Linked DNA regions of Zea mays: region 2 is linked to region 1. Evidence: chromatin contacts called from public Hi-C data. All regions are on one chromosome and are shown on one strand. Each heading gives the region's core, a stretch centred on a gene start, on an enhancer-like site or on the middle of the called end of the contact. The rest is flanking DNA. Distances are from core to core; before and after follow the strand shown. Region 1 holds the start of LOC103643915. Region 2 holds the start of LOC100381461 (Protein kinase superfamily protein).

What was found. Hi-C and Micro-C count contacts between places; a contact is called where the count stands out from the background.
Region 2: a Hi-C map of tassel shows a contact between it and region 1, with 3 times the contacts expected there. The contact joins the promoter of LOC100381461 here to the promoter of LOC103643915 in region 1. A contact is called at or near these places in 5 of 25 Hi-C or Micro-C datasets (bundle sheath, ear, leaf and 2 more).

Annotation. Positions count from the first base shown.
Region 1 is chr1:275,619,604-275,622,418 of Zm-B73-REFERENCE-NAM-5.0, forward strand. LOC103643915 reads right to left here and starts at 1,366. Exons shown (of 10, transcript XM_008667084.3): 1 at 1,095-1,366; 2 at 738-944; 3 at 333-593. The coding sequence starts at 1,220.
Region 2 is chr1:275,835,783-275,838,597 of Zm-B73-REFERENCE-NAM-5.0, forward strand. It overlaps LOC100381461 (Protein kinase superfamily protein), which reads right to left and starts at 1,470. Exons shown (of 7, transcript NM_001320811.1): 1 at 854-1,470; 2 at 1-185. The coding sequence starts at 1,283.

The sequences.
Region 1 (2,815 bases), core at 116-2,615:
CACTGACATGCTTCTTGAACCGGCAGTGTCATGCTACCAGGAAAGCGTCTGCGAACTGACTGACGAACCAACGGAACGACATGACCACAAGAGTAGCCGTAGGACCTAAAACTGACTGACGTGTGACCTCCTGCTAGTTGACACTTGACAGGCATGTCTCACCTAAGGTCAGAGCTGGGTGTTTCTTTCTGTTAATCAGTGATTTATGTTAAGCAGTCGCTGAATGGATCTGTCAATTCGGTTTTGTTCTCAGAAACACTGTCCTTAATGGGTGCCTGCGAGTTCAGAAGTTTCAGAAACAGAACCAGGGATGCGTCAGTCAGCTACCGTACCTTCTCCTTCTGGAAGCTCGTGAGGCGCGCCCTGTACTCGTTCAGCCTCCTGATCGTCAGGTCGTGTTCTCCCACCTCGCTGGCCCGGGGGGAGCCCTCGTAGCCGTAGCTCCTCCCAGCGATCTCGGCGGTGATCTTCTCGATCTCTGACCGGACGTCGGCGAACTGTCTGCTCCGCTCTGCTTTCACCGCCCTCAGCTCTTCCAGCAGGGCTGTTGCCGACGACACGCGCTCGGTCAGCGACATGGTCCATTTGTTCACCTGAAGGAAGGAGACCGCGCGCGCGACGGCGCGTACCTATCGTTAGCTAAAATCAACTTACAACGTGTTTTTGCATCCAGAGCACTGTAGGCCATGCATGGGGTCGGGAACGAGGAGAAGGAGATTATGGAAAGAGGTTAATACCTTGAGCTGAGGGCCGCTGTCGGAGCCCAGCGCGGCGGCGAGCGCGGCGATCTCGGCCTCCCCCGCGGCGAGCGACTGGTGCAGAGCGGCCCGCTCGCCGGTGGCCTCGTCGACCTTGCGGCGGTACACGCGCATGCACTCGGCCTCCAGCTCCCGCACCATCCGCTCCCGCTCCTCCCGGCTCTTCCCGATCTCCCCCCACAGTTGCTGCACGCACGCACGCACACGCGACCGCAAACGAGGACACCATCATCCACGAGCCACCCATCAAGGCGTTCATTTCAGTGTGAAAAAAACTGGCCGAGATTGTGAACCCTGGAAAGAGCACGATCGACCACACTGAAATTGATGACTCACCTTGAGCTCCACGAGCAGCGCACCGCAGCCGGCGGTCTCAACGCCGGCGCCGGCGCCATCCCCGGCCACCGACCGGATCAACGGCATGCCGTACAGCAGCTCCGCGGCGGTGACGGCCTCTCCCATGGATCGACGAGCGAGAGCAATTCGATCGGCGGCTGAGCGCACAGCCTCTCGCGCGAGCTCGAGGGGTTTAAGGGCGGGGGGGGGGGGGGGGGGGGTTGGTTGCTGCTGCTGGTACGACAGAGAAGCTAAGAGAGGGGCGTCGTGTCAGGTTGGTTGGAGTCGGGAAGCCAAGGCATATATAAGCCAACAGCAAGAGCGACCGGGCTAGCTAGCCGGCCGCGGGTCGTTGCCTTGCCTGCATGATTAGTTGGTGGTCTGATCTCTCGCGCGCGCTCGCCGACGTCGCTGTCGGCCGCGGCGGTGAGGTGCTAGCTAGCACCGGTGGGGCCGGGGTGATTCCGTGTAGGCCCGGCCCCAGCGCTGCGCCAAAGCCCAAAGCCAAAAAACAGGGGACAGGGTTTTGGTGCACGGGTGGATGCGCGCGCGCGCCCGCGCGCCCTGCTGTTTCGTGTGCGTGTGTGTGTTTTGCATGCCTAATCTTGTAGTTAGCGCAGAACGATCGTGCTCCGATTGTTATAACCACGGCCGGCTCCAGTGACGGAAAAGCACGCGTACGTGTTCGGCGTCGTCTGAGAGAAAAAAAAAGAGTCTTGGGGTCAAAGTTTGCAGACCGAGTGGATAGTAGCATGCATGCACTGCATCGCAAAAACAAAGAGAACAGATGCCATGCGTTGAGTTCCGTTTCTTCATCCATTTCTTTCAAGTACTCCCTCCGTTTCTTTTTATTTCTCGCTGAATAGTGCAAAATTACACTATTCAGCGACAAATAAAAAGAAACGGAGGGAGTATACAGTATTACTGTATGTACATGTATGTACAGGCTGATTGAAATTCGTGTCCGCATGAGTCACGAGATGCCTTTTCTACGTACCACTACCACATACACGTCCGGCGTCCTAGCGGAAATACGTTGGGCCGTACTTTTCATGCATGGGGGGAGCCCTGCCAATAATCAGTTTAGCACCTGCTGACCTGCCTAGCTAGTAGCTACCAGGAAGGGTTGCCGTCGGAGTTTGTTTTAGGTAATTATTACACACACATATATATATATATGTAGCTTGTGCTACTTTAGCATCTCTGGTCGTTTGATGATTAGGCAGGCTCCGGCAGTCCTCTCCCTCTCATTTCCACGCGGGAAGAGCTCTTGGTCTTCATCTGCACGCTTTAGGTTAAGCAAGCAAATCGAGTAGATCAACTCGTGGGGGTCAACCACTGCTAAAAAATCGACCACACACCATACGCCAGATTGGGAGTTGGGGGCAGCGTGTGTTCACAAGCTTTTGTTCCAAAAACAAACAGTGCCAGTGGTTGCAATTGCAACTCAACTGCACTGCTGGCCCGCGCGCGCCCAGCTTCAATCATGTATCCATGATTTGGCCTTGCTGAGTTTCAAACCCCCCATGCCTTCCTGCTAGCACCAAATGTGCATACACAGTAAAACGCTATATATCATGTGCCGGCACGAGTTGCCGCAGCCGGCTGTGTCCTGGCTCATTGAGTCAAGTCTTTTTTTTATCGAAGTCAAGTCTTTTTTATCGAAAAGTTTTGATACGAAACATATGGGAGAAGCTGATATGATTCTAAACATCAAGTTG
Region 2 (2,815 bases), core at 220-2,719, 220 kb after region 1:
AATTGGTTGCCGGGTGTAGCCAACATCGTCGTCGTCGTCATACTCATCAGAATCCCAGTATTCACCAATTGGATATTCAAGTGAATCGTCAGCAAGTGTTGCAAAACCAGATACCAGATCGGAGGTATCTTCTGCAATACCTTGACTGACAGACAACCAACTACTGCCGATTGTACGTCTTCCACCTGAATATGTGAGTGCAATGTCATTATTCTGGAGCCAAACAATATGACACAGAAAAATTAAAATAATCAGCATTAAGGACATGCGGAGTCATCACCTCACACTTCGGGGAAAAAAGAAGATGAATGGAAAGCAAAACAACTATAGAAAGATGAAACGTCGGGGAAAGAAAGAAACCATTAAACACAGCAACTACAGAAACATAAAATGCCAGTCAATTATTCTCTCCTCTCTTCTTTTTTTGGGGTGAAAGCATTATTTTAAACAATTGAATCACAACATATGGATCGTTACTAATAATTTATACATGATACAGCAAGTATCACAAGTGAGCTACTTAGGATGTGTCTAGCCATGTCAATGAAGATAACAAATAAATGTTGGTAATTCAGTAATGTACTACTAACACCAGTAGGCAACATTTCACAAGGTCAGATGAGGTTTTTATTCTGTATTGTTATAACAAATGTACAGCAGTAAACTACAGATCGACCAATGTCCTTAATCGGTCACAAATACGATACAGAAAACATGAACATTAGTCAAACATTCAAGTTTTTTGGTCTACAGAACTAAAGTCAGCATTACGGCCTGGGAAATTTTGCATTTATTGTGGTCTTGCCTAGTAAATTGATGTGCCATATCACTATTGAACTCACTAGCAACATACCTGAAGATGTTATCTCTTGCCCAATGGGAACATCGAGATAAGACCCAATCATAAAAGCATGATCAGCACTAGATTGCTTGGCCCCAGATCCATGGTGATTGATCTTTTCCTCCCAGTTCATGTTGACTAGCTTATCTTCGGACTTGAGCCTCACTGGAGGTAACTTCGGAAGCTCCTCACGCTGACTATCTCCAACAAGCTGTAAATCGAAGCATCGGTCAGACACCAGATCTGTATCTAGGGATTTTTCAAAGTAGTATTGCCTGTTCCCCTCATCAAGATGTCCTTTTGCTCCTTTTCCAACACCATCTGCATTACTGCTCCTCTTTACTTCTTTCCTCTCATTTTCATGGTGTGTGCTATTGTAGCTAGATGACGGGTTTTCCGTGGGGAATGGAAGCACCGTCTTAACTGTGCAACCATTCAGCATCTCCTCTTTTTCTGGTACTAGACTTTTATCCCTAAAATGGCACTGTTCACTGTTCTCAGTCCTCCCAGCAGCATCAACTTTTCCTTTCCCTCTTCCAAAAGAGACTTTTTGCTCCAGCACCGGGCCAGGTTGCTCGGTCCCAACACCTCGATCCCTCTTCTCTGCCAGCACCGCACCACGCCTATGTCTTGGCACCTCCTCCGACACCAGCAGCTCAGCTAGCTGTTCTGCAGTGCTGTTTGCAATGCTGAAGGTCCAAGGATACAGATCCCCCACGTTATCCTGAGGCTGGCCAATCCCGGACCCCTTCTTCCCATCCGAACCATTCGGCAGGGCTCCAACATCAATCTCCTTCACGATGAACTCCCTCGACGAGTCCGCACTCCTCGCTGCCGCAGCACCCTTGGGCCCTACATTGGAACCCACCAAGCCCTCCTGCTGCTCCTCGCCTTCTTTCAGCTCAGCAACGCGCCTCTGCGTGGCCATGTCGTTCGAATCAGCGCGTCCGGTGAGCTCCCCACGGAGAGCTGCCTCTGCCTTGGCGAACCGGTTCTTCCGCAGGAACTCGAGCACCAGATCAATGTTCTCCGACATGTTTCCCTCCAATATCAGGTAGCCCCAGCCAGAAGCGAGAACCCTGAAACGCTTACAGTGATGCCGAAGAGGAGCTGAAGGCAGCACCCGTCGCAGCCCAGCTCCCAGACCAGCCGAATCGGAGGCTCCGGACACTCGGGGACTTAGGAAGCGGCGCAATGCCGCGGCGCCGGCAGCCGCAGATCGGCGTCTCTGCCTCGAAACCCCCCCACCTGACAAATCAAGCTTCCGTGGAGCTCCTCGGGACCGCGCGACCGCAAGCCAAGCTGAGGAGAAGTCCAAACCCACGCACACCCTAAGCGCGACGCGCGCCCGTAGGGGAAGGGCGCGAATCCGCGGGGGGAGGGGACCGCGAGGCGACAGCCCCGGAAACCCTAGCGGCCGTCGCCGCACCCCGCGCCGGCGCGAGGCGGAGGTGGGTGGGGCAAGCACGATGGGGGCAGCGGGCCGGGCCCAGGGCGGTCAGCGGGACCCGTCGCCGCCGAGAGCGCAGGGTGGCCGGGCGGGAACGGATCCGGCGGCGGCGTGGCAGCGGAGGAGGGGGAGGCGGCGGGGATGGCGCATCGGGTGAGGGGATCAGGGCGCGGCCGGCGCGGCTGGGGGCAGCATATTCGGGTTCGGGGTGGTGGTGGTGGTGGTGGTGTGCGTGCGTGAGACCGGAAAGAGCCCCATGACCATGACCCAGCGAGAGAGGAAAAGGAAGGGAAATGGGAAATGTTTTTTTCTCTCTCCTTTCTTCCCGTTCCAGTCCAGCTCGTTTGTTGGTGTCTCGCGGGATCGGGGCGGGGGACGCCGATTCGCACGACGCAGATAATCTTGTTTTTTTTTGTGTGTGTGTGCATCGCAATGCAAAATTGCAAATCGTTAGTGTTACCCTTGGGCGTTCAAAACCCCTGGTCCCGTGTGGCTGGCTGGCCTTGAGCTTGAGCCTCACGGAC